5 separate regions of the Mus musculus genome follow, and all the other regions are linked to region 4. A link is a contact called in public ChIA-PET, Hi-C and HiChIP or PLAC-seq data. All regions are on one chromosome and are shown on one strand. The core of a region is the stretch at or near the end of the contact, and the rest is flanking DNA. Distances in the headings are between cores, read along the strand shown.

The links. Hi-C and Micro-C count contacts between places; a contact is called where the count stands out from the background. ChIA-PET counts read pairs in DNA pulled down with a chosen protein or histone mark. HiChIP or PLAC-seq counts read pairs in DNA pulled down with a chosen protein or histone mark.
Region 1: a FOXA1 HiChIP or PLAC-seq map of pancreatic cancer cells shows a contact between it and region 4. The contact joins two enhancer-like sites. A contact is called at or near these places in 6 of 484 Hi-C or Micro-C datasets (B cells, the HL-1 cell line, T follicular helper cells and 2 more) and 4 of 115 datasets of contacts at active chromatin or transcription factors (effector CD8 T cells, epiblast stem cells, large pre-B cells and 1 more).
Region 2: an RNA polymerase II ChIA-PET map of effector CD8 T cells shows a contact between it and region 4, with 22 read pairs. The contact joins two enhancer-like sites. A contact is called at or near these places in 1 of 15 datasets of contacts at CTCF or cohesin (large pre-B cells), 3 of 115 datasets of contacts at active chromatin or transcription factors (effector CD8 T cells, memory CD8 T cells and pancreatic cancer cells) and 1 of 9 other capture datasets (embryonic stem cells).
Region 3: a Hi-C map of Th1 cells shows a contact between it and region 4, with 2.5 times the contacts expected there. The contact joins two enhancer-like sites. A contact is called at or near these places in 1 of 15 datasets of contacts at CTCF or cohesin (large pre-B cells), 2 of 484 Hi-C or Micro-C datasets (Th1 cells and myocytes) and 1 of 115 datasets of contacts at active chromatin or transcription factors (memory CD8 T cells).
Region 5: an RNA polymerase II ChIA-PET map of effector CD8 T cells shows a contact between it and region 4, with 64 read pairs. The contact joins two enhancer-like sites. A contact is called at or near these places in 2 of 484 Hi-C or Micro-C datasets (CD8 T cells and memory CD8 T cells) and 4 of 115 datasets of contacts at active chromatin or transcription factors (CD8 T cells, effector CD8 T cells, memory CD8 T cells and 1 more).

The regions. Positions count from the first base shown.
Region 1 is chr3:52,411,999-52,414,698 of GRCm38.p6, reverse strand. No RefSeq gene overlaps it. Among named protein-coding and RNA genes, the nearest start is that of Gm38537, 54 kb to the left of the region's middle. Within about 2 kb of position 1,303, at least 52 of the 459 cell types and tissues checked have an H3K27ac peak or open chromatin away from gene starts, as enhancers often do. A contact at or near this core is called in pancreatic cancer cells and pro-B cells, where this site is marked.
Region 2 is chr3:52,341,584-52,344,283 of GRCm38.p6, reverse strand. The region is part of intron 1 of Foxo1 (forkhead box O1); the gene reads right to left. Among named protein-coding and RNA genes, the nearest start is that of Foxo1, 75 kb to the right of the region's middle. Within about 2 kb of position 1,278, at least 78 of the 459 cell types and tissues checked have an H3K27ac peak or open chromatin away from gene starts, as enhancers often do. A contact at or near this core is called in effector CD8 T cells and memory CD8 T cells, where this site is marked.
Region 3 is chr3:52,789,677-52,792,376 of GRCm38.p6, reverse strand. It overlaps Gm30292 (predicted gene, 30292), which reads left to right. Exons shown (of 5, transcript NR_166453.1): 3 at 234-326; 4 at 453-601; 5 at 1,008-2,700. Among named protein-coding and RNA genes, the nearest start is that of Gm30292, 6.8 kb to the left of the region's middle. Within about 2 kb of position 1,271, at least 15 of the 459 cell types and tissues checked have an H3K27ac peak or open chromatin away from gene starts, as enhancers often do. A contact at or near this core is called in Th1 cells and memory CD8 T cells, where this site is marked.
Region 4 is chr3:52,553,787-52,556,486 of GRCm38.p6, reverse strand. No RefSeq gene overlaps it. Among named protein-coding and RNA genes, the nearest start is that of Gm40047, 25 kb to the left of the region's middle. Within about 2 kb of position 1,271, at least 115 of the 459 cell types and tissues checked have an H3K27ac peak or open chromatin away from gene starts, as enhancers often do. A contact at or near this core is called in CD8 T cells, Th1 cells, effector CD8 T cells and 3 more, where this site is marked.
Region 5 is chr3:52,702,201-52,704,900 of GRCm38.p6, reverse strand. The region is part of intron 3 of Gm30235 (a long non-coding RNA gene); the gene reads right to left. Among named protein-coding and RNA genes, the nearest start is that of Gm22798, 19 kb to the left of the region's middle. Within about 2 kb of position 1,275, at least 14 of the 459 cell types and tissues checked have an H3K27ac peak or open chromatin away from gene starts, as enhancers often do. A contact at or near this core is called in CD8 T cells and effector CD8 T cells, where this site is marked.

The DNA of each region.
Region 1 (2,700 bases), core at 54-2,553, 140 kb after region 4:
TCTCCCTCTTCCGGCCTCCACAGGAACCAGACACACAACGTGGTACACAGACATACGTGCAGGCAAAGTATCAAAATGCACAAAATAAAATAATAAATATTTTAAAAGATGTATATTTATAAATTATATCTGCATGCATTAAAATATTGTGAATGCCGTAAAATATATACTACGAATTGAAACTATGAGAGAAGACATTCTAAGTAGAAGTTGAAGTACTTTCTCCCTTCCCAGCCTCGATCACCTGTGCATCGGGCCAGTGGTTTCTGCTCTGTACCATGCTATAGGAGACTGAGAAATGGTATAGAAAAGAACAAGATGTCAGCAGCTTTTTACAGCGTGTGCCAGGCACTGTGCCAAACAGACTAGGGACCCCCCACAGGAGTTCCCCGTGTGATCCACACACTCTACAACTGCCTTCCCAAACCGTTAAAGCGCAGCAAGATATTCTCCACCTGTAGCAAAAGGCTGAGCAGTGAGTGAGATCTCTCTTGGAAGTGGTCCAAATACCATATCCTCATCGGCTCCAACCACTGTGCCTGCTGGGTCTGCTGGGTCATACTGCAGCTCTCTATAGACTTTAAAGTGCACTGCAGGGTGGTGTGGTTGGTTTCTTTATTACCTGGGTATGGAGTTTAGGGACTAGCCCTGGAGCGATTTTCTTGCCCTTTTTAACAACAACAAAAACAGATGCTAATATTCTCATTTCAAACATCTCTTCCCTAAAAAGAGTAAAACTGACAGGCTTGTTCCACCCTGTGCTAACACACACATGTATATACTCACTTATACATATGCCAACATGCATGCCTGCACGCACATGCATATGCATGAGCACATGCATACACACACAAGGGCTTACACTTATATGTAAGTGCACACACATGTACTCACGCACACATGTATAGAAATGCTTAGACATGCACTTTATGAGCCTATGGTCTTCTGTCCCAGCTGTGTGCACCTTAGAACATGGAAATGAGAAACAGCAAGACTGCCCAGTCTCCTCTTTCCCATAAAGCACAGGTTAGGAGATGGAGCAAAACCCAGAGGGGCGGTTGTTCTGGCAGGCCTCCCTCCGAGAACACCCACTGCTCTGAACGCTTAGTCAATAGCCCATTGTTTACTGTGAAATTAAGAAGATAAGAGAGTGGAGGAAGTTAGTCTAAAATGCTAAGAGTAAGACGGTTCCTATCTTACTTCTAGAGCCGCCGGCCTCCCTTTCAAAAGAAGGTTGTGCCTATGTATTGTAAATTCACATTCCAGAGCCTCTCGGCAGGGCCACTCCCACCCCACCCCCCACCTCCTGTTAGTATCCTTCCCCTCCCCTAGGCTGGCTCGCTCCTCCCCCTCTCCATTTTTTTCCCTAGTCTTTTCCATCCCAAGTACTGCTTCCAGCACCCTCTATGGAGACACATTCCTTAGAAGGTCGGTAGTGGGTCACTGGGAAGCATGCAAAGTGGGACAGAGGACTGAAACCAGGTCCAAGCTGACGAGTAGAACCTGGGTTGAGAAGGGCAGGCACTGGTCATTTTTATATGACCTTGGCTAGGCCCGGCTACCTCCACAGGTTCCATTTTTATCTCGACTTATAAAAGAAATGTTAAATATTATGCTAAATGTTACCAGAGCTGTCTTCCAGCCTCCAGAAGGTGTGAATTTCCTGAAACCCAGAAAGGATGTCAATCTACTCTGAACCGAAGGCTGACTTTAACTTCCGAACTAAGGACTGGGTCTTTTGTCATATGAAACAAAATTGTCTCACTTTGGGCACACACAAGGAGGGCTGGGCACAAGGCTGCACGTCTCACAAAAACCCCCTCCCACATGCAGATTCATCAACCAGAAAAACCATGCTTTACAAAACATGCTATATTTAAAATATTTGGGAAATGCATCCTTCTCAATTCAGTTCTGAGCTAAGCAAAAGCTCTGCGAATTAGGAAGCAAGTGAGCGCGGCACAAAGACACAGGGGCAAGCTGCTCCTGTGTGCACGGCCCCGCCGATGACTGTCAGCTCAGGTGTGATGCAAGAGAAAGGGAAATGGAGACCAGGGGAAGAAACTCCAAAGGCTCCCCGAGGTGGCAGGAGGGATCTCTTCACAGCTACTCTAGGTTAGCACTCAGTCTAAGCTCCGTCCCAGTTACCTGGCTACAGCCAGGTAGGTCTGACCCACTATAAAAGGGGCTGCTTGCCCCCTCCGCTGTCTCTCTCTTACTCTTGTTCTCTTGCTTTCTTGGGCTCTTTCCTTTTTGCTTCCTGTCCCCTCACCCTCCCCCCCCCCCATGGCCGGCCTCTATTTCTCTCCTCTCCTCTCCTCTCCTCTCCTCTCCTCTCCTCTCCTCTCCTCTCCCCTCCCCTCCCCTCCCCTCCCCCCTCTGCCTTTCTCTGCCTCTACTACCCTCGTAACTCCTCTCCCCATGTCCTTAATAACTCTATTCTATACTATACCGTCTTGTGGCTGGTCCCTCATGGGGAAGGGATGCCTCAGCATGGGCCCGCTGAGACATCCCCTTCCCCAATACCTCACCACACCTCCATAGAACATATAACCTTTCTCTTTCTCTTCTTATAAACACATCACTCTATCTCTGCTGAAGAGTTGCTAGTAAACAGTCATGTCAGTAAGGGAGCCAAGATCCCCAGACAGCTGAAGGAGCCAATCCAGTGAGTTTCAAAAGGCCAGTACTGAGTGACTC
Region 2 (2,700 bases), core at 29-2,528, 210 kb after region 4:
ATGCAATATTCAAATGTGAGAACATCTCTGCTCTAAGCAAAGCACTAACTTTAGGACACTGTAGAGAGTATGCCGTCCAGAGTGGTAACTAGAGGGGGGCCGGGCTGAAGCAAGCTCCCCTAAGTGAGGTGAGGCCCTTCTGCTCCTACTCAGTGGATGTGCTGATAGGATACTACAACAAAGCCACCGCAAATGTGTGCAAACTGCAAACCCACAGGAGAATACAAGAGGAAGGCAAGGAACCCCCAGCATGACTTCTGACGTTTGGGGGATCCTGTGGTACAAATCTGGGAATGTGAAGAACACTTAGGCTTCCTGCCCCAGCACAGTTGCTACATATTCACCTGGCAGCTCTGAAGGGGCCTAATGCCCAGTCCAGGGACAGAATTCTGGATGTCTCACAATCCTCAGAGCAGAGCTATGCAGAGCTATGCACCTGGCTTCTCAAATTTTTGGCCTTCTCTGCCAACCTAGTACAAGGCTTAGTTGCCCAAATACTCTGTGACCCCTGTTGGACCACAAAAGGCTCTAACTAGATTTGTGGTCACCCAAGGAGGCAGCCACAGTGCCCACATCCTCATGTTGTTGACGGCGACTGAAGGTGCTTAAAGTGCCAACCGTTCTACCAGATCAGAACAATATACAGGGCCAGACTTCTCTGTGACCCTGAGCACATTAGTGCCTTTTCTCAACAAGAGATGGAAAACAAAGTGAGTGTAATGGTAATCTCACTTAGTAAAAAGAGACAAAAGTCAGACACAGACCTAAGAGAGCTTAGAAACCCTTATTTCAAAATGCATTCTGCACTACATTCCACCCAAGGATTGCAACACAACAGCTATGTGTTAAGTCCTGCTGCCAGGGTGCAGAGTGAGGGCGGATCAGACATGGCCCAACAGGAGCTTTCTGGTTGGATGCCAGGCAGGTATGTGGGTATGTGGCAGTGGTAGTCTCTCCTGAGGCTTCATTCTGTTCTTTCACTTACGATCTATCTCAGCTCTAGGTGTGTTATGAGGTCGTGAACTCCAAACATCTCCCAAAAGGCTAAGGAATACATTTCTTTCACGTTGTATCTCAATTCCATGTATTCTCAAAAACATTCCTTGTCCCCACCTCCCTGTCATCCTACCCCCACCAGAGCTACAGCTCTGGCTACTGTGTCCACCAAAACCAGTGATCAAAATCCCCAATTCCTCCTTAAAAAGCAGCAGCCTGCCTGGGCAAGGCCTGGAAAGCAGCCAGCCCTGTAACTGCATTCTCCAAAGCCACCTACATGCTGGGAGTCTGGGCACCGTATCTTCCATGACAATTTGTTCTTTAAACACAATAGCCACACAGATAAGCTCTGATAGGCCTCTACAAGAGAGGGAGCTTGCTCCGGTCCTGTCACATTTAGTTAATAATACAGAGAGTATAGGAGGCGATCCTTCCAGAGATCAGCTTCCTGACTGCCTGACTAACAGGGGGGGGTACAGCTCTATAAGCCTGAGGCAGTTCTGCCAGACGCCAGGGCTGGGGTGGGGGGCGTTTTCAGCAGGACCAAAGAAGACATAATAACGAAGACTCCTAAAAAGTTTAAAAATAGTTCACTAACTTCAGGGTTAGTATCCACTAAATGCTTGGACGACTTCTGCTTATTGTTGGTTGGGTTTTTGTTTTTGGTTTTTTTTTTTTTTGGACATAGCAATCCTTAACTTATCAAAATATCGCACTACATATTTTTCTGAGGACATTTCAGGTCACTCTGTGTAACAGAGCTGTATACTAACTTTGCCAACAATTACCCACCCACCCCCACAACAGGAAAACGTTTGCTGTGCAGAGCTTGTTACATAAATTCCTGTTTTTCATGCAGCCAGTGGGACACTAAAGAGGAGCAGGCTTGAGGTGCTATGTCCACAATACTCTGCTGGGAGCTGCCTGCAACTGATGGAGCTCTGGGATTTTATACTCTCAGCATTCTCTCCCAGCAAGCATTCTGTGAGGAAACAGACAACCAGTGCTACACACTTATTCAAAGCCTGTGTCTGTACGATACCACTAGAGAAGGGCCAAGGCAACCATCTCTCTGTACCAACCACACTGCCCTCCCTGCTGGCTTTCTGGGCTCAGGGGAGCCGCAGACACATTCCTGATGCTTCTGGATGGCTGAACACTGCAAGCACATGCTAAGGGAGCCTGACACAAGCCAGTTCTGCCAGAAAGGTAGACACAAACCTGGTGTACCCCGATGCTCAACCTGTTCTGCTCCTGAGCACTCTGCTCTATGCCCCTATAGACCAGACTCCAAGTTCCTTAAACACAAGATTAAACTTAAGTTTCTAACCTCAAAGCCTCTAACAGGTGTTCTACACACATGAGCTCAATAAAACTTTGTTGACTGACACCCCAAAAACATTACAGGGAAGATGTGAGGTTTTAGGCATCTCTTAGGCATCTACCATTCATGTTCCACATTAGGACAGCTCATGGTACAGACAGCAGAAAAGGAAATAGGAAGGAAGGAGGACCCAGGCTACCCTCCAGAGGTTCTGTGAAAGGAAGGGAATAGTAAGAGTCATTTGACAAACCAACAGATGACCCCCACAGAGCTTTCTAGGAGCCGTCAACTTCCTCAGCTTCTATGTCAAGGACAGTTCAACATACTCAACAAGGCAGCATGTGTAAAAATGCCCGTCTCCATCAATAGGAATGAAGTTA
Region 3 (2,700 bases), core at 22-2,521, 240 kb before region 4:
CTAGGCAGCTGGCCTGTCAGTGTCCTGGAGAATCAGGGACAACCTGCAAAGATGACAAAATCAAAGACTGCAGGGGGTTTCTGCTGGTGCCAGCCCATATGCTAATTTCTCATTCTGACCTGTCCACACCCTGACATCCCCCCCCCCTCGAATTCCGAGAGAAAAATCTCAAATTCTTTCAACAGATCCCATTTTTTAGTGTGTGCTGGTTGGAATGAGTCTCTGTTCTTTAGAAGCAAATGAAACTCCAAGCTTGAAATTATACCCTCGGAGTCACCTGTTTGGGAAAAGCTATCACTGCTGAAGATATGAAAGGATTTGTAAAGGTGTGTGGGGGAGGGGGAGGTGTGGGTGTGTGAGTGGGTGTGGGTGGGATAAGTGTGTTTCTGTGAAGGCCAGAGGTTGAGATTAGGCATCATCTTCAGTTGCTTGCCATCTTATTTTTGTGACAGGTCTCTCACTGACCCTGGAACTTCCCATGTGGTTAGAGTGTCTGGACAGCAAACTCCAGGGATCCACCATCTCCCCAGAGATGGGGTTACAGACCAGTCTGTCTTCTACTTAAATTCAGGGATTTGAACTCAGCTTCTTAAGCTTGCAGGTCCGTATCAACATGTCAGCACCTTTGCTCTTGAGAGTTCTTATATATTAAGGTTTAGTCAATTTGGAAAATTTGCCCTAATGTGTAATTGAGCAGAAATTCTGAATAAGAATTTAAGACTCAGTTTTTACTACATCTTTAAATTTTTTTTGGGGGGGGGGCGGGTGTGGTAGTGCACACCTTTAATCCCAGCACTCGGGAGGCAGAGGCAGGTGGATTTCTGAGTTCAAGGCCAGCCTGGTCTACAAAGTGAGTTCCAGGACAGCCAGGGCTATACAGAGAAACCCTGTCTCGAAAAACCAGATTTTTTTTTTTTTTACCAGAACCCTGGATGATGACCCATTTTTTATCACTCAGAGGCTAAACTGAGCACTGAGTCCTTGACTCAAAATTTGTGTGTACACAGGTGTGACTCTGGCTTTGGTCATGGTGACTCCATGCTCATGTATGACATGCCATTTGCCTTACCAATGGCCCATCCAGACTGTGATGTCAAACAGGCCAGAAGAATCAGAAACCGAGACCTGAACATCACAGGCCAGCCTTCCCTGGAGTGTGAGAAGCCAGGTTATTGCTGTTCACAGGAAATTTGAGTGAATCATGACTATTTCTGTCAGCCTGAGGTTGAAAGTGAAACCGTATCCAGCCATCAAGGTTTGCTCAACTGGAGGCTGCTGATGGTAGAAAACCAAGTACAGACTTTACTCATAGGTAGTCCTAGACCTGTAGGTGGTACCTGGCTCATCACCTCATCAAAGGCCTCCTACTTCTCTCTGTCTCACACACACACACATACACACACACACACACACACACACATACACACACACACACTCACACTCACGCATGCGTGCACATGTTCTCACGAGTGCGTGTTGTCTATGAAGCCAAGTCAAGTACACAGTTTCAAAAAGAATTGGCCTTGTGGCCACATTTGTACAAGCTACATGTCCTTGTACATATTATTAGTGTCTCCGATCTTCACTTTCCCCGACTTTGAAATATGGATATTAGCCATCACAGTGACCCACAAGTTGAAAGACAGAAACCACATGATCATCTCATTAGATGCAGAGCAGACATTCAACCAAATCCAAAACCCCTTCATGATTAAAGTCTTGGAGAGATCAGGAATGCAAGAGACACCAAAACAAAATAAACTGTTGGCAGTGAGCTCACAGCCAACATCTGCTTAAATGGAGAGGAACTCAAAGCAATTCCATTAACATCAGGAACAAAAGAAGGTTGTCCATTCTCCCCACACCTATTCAATATAGTGCTCTAAGTCTCAGCTAGACACTAAGACAACTGAAGGAGATTAAGATGATACAAGTTGGAAAGGAAGACATCCGAAGAATCTTTATTTGCCCATGAATCATTAATATACATAAGTGTCCCTAACAATTCCACCTGGAAACTCCCACATCTGATAAACAGCAAAGGAGCTGGATTCAGAATTGAGTCCCCCAAATCAGTGGCCCCCCTAAATACAAATGACAAACGGACTGAGAAAAAACCTCAGGGAAACAACACCTCTCACAATAGCATCAAATAATACAAAATATCTTGAGGTGACTCTAGCCAAGCAAGCGATGGACCTGTACGATAAAAACCTCAAGACATTGAAGAAGATGGAAGAATCTCCCATGCTCGGGGCTCAGTAGGTTTAATATAGTAAAAATGGCCATCCCGACAAAAGCAGATTCAGTTCAATCCCCATCAAAATTCCAACACAATTTTTCATGGATCATGAAAGAACAACTTTCAGCTTCATCTGAAAACAAAACAAATACAACAGCTCAAAGAATCCTGAATAATGAAAGAACTGTAGGAGGCATCATCATCTCCGATTTCAAGTTGTACTACAGATCTGAAGTAATAAGTCGAGCATAGTAATGGCAAAAAAACAGACATTGATTAGGGGAGTTGAAGACTAAGACATTAATCCACACCTACTGACATCTGGTTTTTGTTGTTGCTGTGTTTGTTTGCTTGTTTGTTTGTTCTAAAGAAGCCAGAAATACACCCTGGGAAAAGGGCAGCTTCTTCAACAAATGGTGCTGGTCAAATTGGTGGCTGCCTGTAGAACAAATAAACCC
Region 4 (2,700 bases), core at 22-2,521:
GAGCGTGACATTCAAGGACAGTCCAGAGTTCTGTAGCTCTTCTCACCTTCTGGCATTCTTACCATCAGGGACAGATGTTAAAAGCAATCCATCTGCATAAAAATCTCCATAAACAAGAGCCTGATTGCTTTGAGTCTGGGAAAAAGTTAGAATGTAGTTCAACATCAATCCAATCCTTCTGGTCAACCTTCTAAAAAGGAACATTACAATGAGTGGCCTGCATATTTGTATATAAATAATATCTGTGATGTTAGAATGTAAGATGCCTCCAGCATGGCTTCCTAATCTCCCACAAGGACACGTCTGTTGTGTGTGGCTCTTCTCTTAGCCTAACACCAAGCAGGGCACACAGTCCATGTGCGAGTGGAACTTTCTTTTCAGAATTCTGCCCAACTCAAACATCATATTATTGTATATAAATGTAATTCAAGATTATTTCTGTCTTTTTGTTTAAATATTGTATTGAGATTTTCAATCAAAAACATACATTTCTCATGTATAGCTATTGGCTTAAAAGTATACTGAAAGATACATTATTCTATGAAGTTGAATTTTATACAAATCTATTGAGAAAAAAATGTTTTCTACAGAGGTTTAACTCTCTTATTTGTTCAATAGGTTTATTACCTGTCTGCCCTCACTGTGGCCAGTTATAGCCTGACATTTGCCATATTGGAACAAAGTTTGAAGAGTAAGCCACCTGCAACTGACAGAGTTGCCATTTTGTACGTGGTCGAGGTTCAGCTAGTGATTAGTTTTACATGAAGTTTTCAGCTAGATTCCCATTTCAGTTATGACTCAGATCCCTGCTTCAAGGCTCACCTTGGTCCAAATTTAGCTTAACAAATTCTAATGAGGAAAAAGTGCACTGGAACACAGCCACGCCCACTGGAGAGAGGTAGGTAGCAAAGGAAAGAAGATGGTATCTGCTTTGGAAAGTGAGGAATTGCTTTTCTTCCCTCCACACTCTTTTTTGGGGAGCAGGGTTTAAAAGAGGGTTTGTAGCCCTGGCTATCCTGGAGCTCACTCTGTAGTCCAGGCTGGCCTTGCCTGCCTCTGCCTCCCAAGTGCTGGGATTAAAGGCATGCGGCACCACTGCCTGGCTCTTCCTCCACACTCTTCACAGCACATCAGATACCGTAGTGGTGCTCACAACTGAAGAATCTCAGACGTTGAGTGCAATGTTCCTGCAGCTCAGCTGACTGTCCCCAAACCACAGCTCTGCCTTCAGAGAAAGGGAGGCTGGGCTTTCCCGGAGACACATAGCTGTGGTTTCCTGAGTCACACCCCAGACGAGCTGGGTTTCCTGTAGATGTGCCCTGCTGCTGGTCTATGCAGTAGGCTTTCCATGTGGTGAATATAATCAAGAAAACAAAGATGGACAGGGGTATGTCGTGTAGGGGAAATGTCCTGCAGAGGAAGACACCAAGGCTTAGAGAGGAGGTTCAATACTTGCTGAAGGTCACAGCCAGAAAGTGGAAGAGGCAGGATTCTACTCTCACAGTCTAGTCTAAAGGGCAACCGCTGCCACCACATCACATCTGAGTGGGCCACACATTCCATCACTCTCATTAGAACCCTAACCAACCCACCCATAATGGAATGCCTTGGCCCCCCAGTTTACCAAATTTAAATAGGCTGTCTTTGCTTCCATCTTCAAATGGGCTCCCATACAAAACGTCTTCAGTTCTAGGTCAAGGTCTATCTTACTATCATGCCTCTCCTACACTTGGACTACCAGGAAGCCTCTGATTTCAGGGAGGTCAATGACCTTGCCAAAGTTGCTGAGTAGGCACTTTTTCCATTATGCTTTTGTTTTTCAGCCCCATTTCCACTGGCAGTGATGCCCTTGCTCTTGGATCTTTACATTCCTTTGGCAGCTTCATTGCTATATCTTCTGGCTCACTGCTGGCTTTCCTTAACCAGTTTTGAGGATCCCTGCAGATCTGCCCATTGAGTAAATGTGCTATTCCAGTGATTGCCAAATCTTTACCTCCCAACCAGTAACAGCCCATCATATACTGTCTACCATTAGCCCACCCTCACATCTAGGACATGGCTCCCTCAGACTCAGCCATACTGCCTTCTGCTTCATGTCTCCAAGTAACGCAGCCTTTCTGATCTGACTCTTACGTTGAGCAACTGCACTGCCATTATCCCCTCCTCTAGTGAACTGAATCCTTCTCCTTTTCCCTCTGCTCATCTTCAGATCTTCATGTAGACATCACTTCCAGGAAGTGGGGGTCCCTTTGCTTACTATCAGATCTGGGTACATTTCCACACCTCTCTTGCTATTGCAATGTTTCTTTTCTCTGTATCCTTGAGATTTGAAGCTTAAACTCCCACTAATTAGTATAATCAGTCCTAATCCCAGTCAATGAAGATATTCAATAAATATTGGGCATGTAGAAAAGGAATGGATTGAGGGAGGGAGGGATACCTGGAGGGAGAGATTGAGGGATGGAGGGAGGGATGAATGGATGGAGGGATGGGAATGGCAGCATAATTTATTTAACCTAGTCTCAGGATGCTCTTCAATGACATAAGTCAAAAACTGAGCAGTTAGCATCAAGAGATACCACATGCATCCTAAAGCCCTGCTTTCAACTCAACCATGTCTGTCCACTGCAGGAGTTTCTACTCTTCAGCACAGAAACTTTACCCTATCCTTTATCCTCCACACATAGCTTCATTTCTAGC
Region 5 (2,700 bases), core at 26-2,525, 150 kb before region 4:
ACAATCATATATTGTAAACAGCAGGTTTAACCTGAATTCACTGACATGCATCAATCAACTTCCCAGGATGCCTTCCCATACCACCCTCTGCCTATGGATTATTGCATCATGATGGTGGAACAGTAAATTAGTCTTACAGACAAGGTCAGCACTCTCAGTGCCCTAAACTACCTTAGTTAGGCATCTGGTCGACCCTGTTATTGTACACATGGATTGAGCCACAGAAGGGAGGAATTCTTGCTCTCAACCCTACAGAGCTGGTTTGTGGCTCTGCCAGACCACACCCTGAACCACTCTTATACTTCTTTATACTTTACCCAATTCTACTCCTAGAGACTCAGTCATTAGAATACTTGTGAAGAACAAAATCCAGTTTTATTTCAGTATCTTTGTAAGACTCTTCATATAAAACCTTTTGCAAGCCAGAAAAAAAAAATATCCTTCCCAGCTTGTGCAAAGTACAACTCAGAAAAGACGGGTACCAAAGTTGCATCACTGGAATAAAAGCTTAGCTAGTGTCATGGCTTATCTTCATTGAGACCTTGATGAGTTTGAGAAGCACCTACAAGACCAATAAATCACATATCTGGGTATCTCTATGAGGGCATTTCCAGAAAGACTAACCCCTGAATGTTGATGGTACCCGTCTCTTATGCACAGGGCCCAGATGCAATCAAAGGGAAAAAGTTCACCAGGAAGAACTATCTCCCTCCCTTTCCTCCCTCCCTTCCCTATCTGTTTCTCTGCTTCTTGGCTGCCCCAAGGTGAGCTAATCTATTAAGCCACACTTTTGGTAGCTATGAGGCACCAAAAACTTCTGAAGTCCCCCCTCCTTACATTGTATTTGGTTTGTTGGTTGGTCGTTTGGTTTGTGACAAGTTCTCCATATGTAGCTCAAGCTGACTTCACTCCTCTGAGCTGGGACTATAAGCATATGCATCTTGCCTGGTTCGTGAGTTCCCTGGCTGTTGTATTTTTGTCACAGCGAAAAGAAGCTAGCAAAGAAAGTACGCATGTTTAGCACTCTACTGTGTACGCTATGTGCATTTCTCCTTGTAATCCTCATTATTGTCTCCATTTTACAGTTGGGAGAACTGAGAGTTTTGAGAAGCGTATTTGTTACTTTTCTTATTGCTGGAATAAAACACTTGGCAAAAGCAACCCAAGAAAGTAGTGTTTCCTTGGGTTCATGGTTTTCAGAGAAGGTATGACCACAGAAGCGTAAGGTGTCAGACCACACTGCCTGCATATTCCGGAAGCAAAGACAGAGGCATGTCACACTTCACTCATGATCCATCTTTCACTAACTCTGAATCTGGGGACTGGTGCTCTCCATGTTCAGGTTGGGTCTTCCTTCCTTAGTTAAACATATCTGGAAATGTTCTTAGTGACACATTTGGAAGTCTGTTTCCATGGTGACTTTAAACCCAGTAAAGTTGACAGTAAAGATTAACCATCATAAGAGACGCAAAACTCCACTTAAAAGCTCACAACTGATGAGAGATAGAGCCAATATTTAGATTTGTAGTGTAAGTGAAAGCCCTAATATAATGACTATAGTCATTATAGATAAGTGTCATTCCTAATTCATCCCCCGAGATTTTAGCTTTCTAGGGTCCAGTACCCAGAGTGTCTCTCCTGGAAAGCCACCCTCTGTTCTGGCATGTAAGGAACAGACTCGTGAAAAACACCATCCTGAGCCTACTTCATCCCACGTTCTTCTTCCAAGGCTCCAGAAATGTGGTCTTCCCTTATGATGCCAATTAGGCAAGAACAGATGGTCTAGTTCTTCTCAGTTGTTACCCATTCAACATTCGTGGAAAAAATCCTGGAAGGTTTATTTGCAACATAAGTGTCAGCCCCAAAGGAAACTTCTTTTTTAATTTCTTGCCCTCCCTAGGAAAAGAAGAGTTCTAGAAAGAGACTTTCAGCAACTTTGGCCAAATGTGGCGAAATGTGTACATGATAATGTAAGGATTCAAAAGGCGTGTACGCAAACAGATCCAGTAGTTATAGTCATCGCTATGACATCTGATAGGGTGACTGGTAACCTTGAACTTGCCAATAACCAGCAGAGTGCACTTTGTGAGTGACTAGATCGGGCGAGAGGCTAGCATACTAGCAAAGCGGCTGGCCTGTTAGAGGGGTATGACATCCTCCCATCTACTCAGCCCTGAAGCAGACAGGTTTCAAACCAGCTTCCTCGTCTCTGACAAACATCCAAATTTTTGATAGCAACTGAGAACCTTATGAAGCAATTGAATAAAAGGATACACTCAAAGCCACTAGAGAACCTTCCCATACCATCTCTTTTCATCTCTTCAAGAAAATGGTGTAAAATTCCAATTTATATACTGGGCACATACCCCAAAATGTAGTTTTCGCTTCTTTGTAAAACTCGAGCATTCCAAGAGTTAAGCAATTTTGATCATTTTGAAAGTAGCTGTCAGATTTAATATCTGCTAAGGAGACAGAGGGCAAATGTATTCTGGAGCCTGTTATATAATTTACAGATTATTTTTGCAATTTATATTCCATCAAATAGGGTATATTAGACTCTCAGAAAGCACGTAATGATCAATTAATTTCAGCAGAGCAATCTTGGTGGCACTTAGGGGACAGGCATGATTAGACCCTTTTCTAGCTGAGTCCCAAGGTCAAGTCATCAAATATGACTGATTACAGTTTCTAATGGTTTCT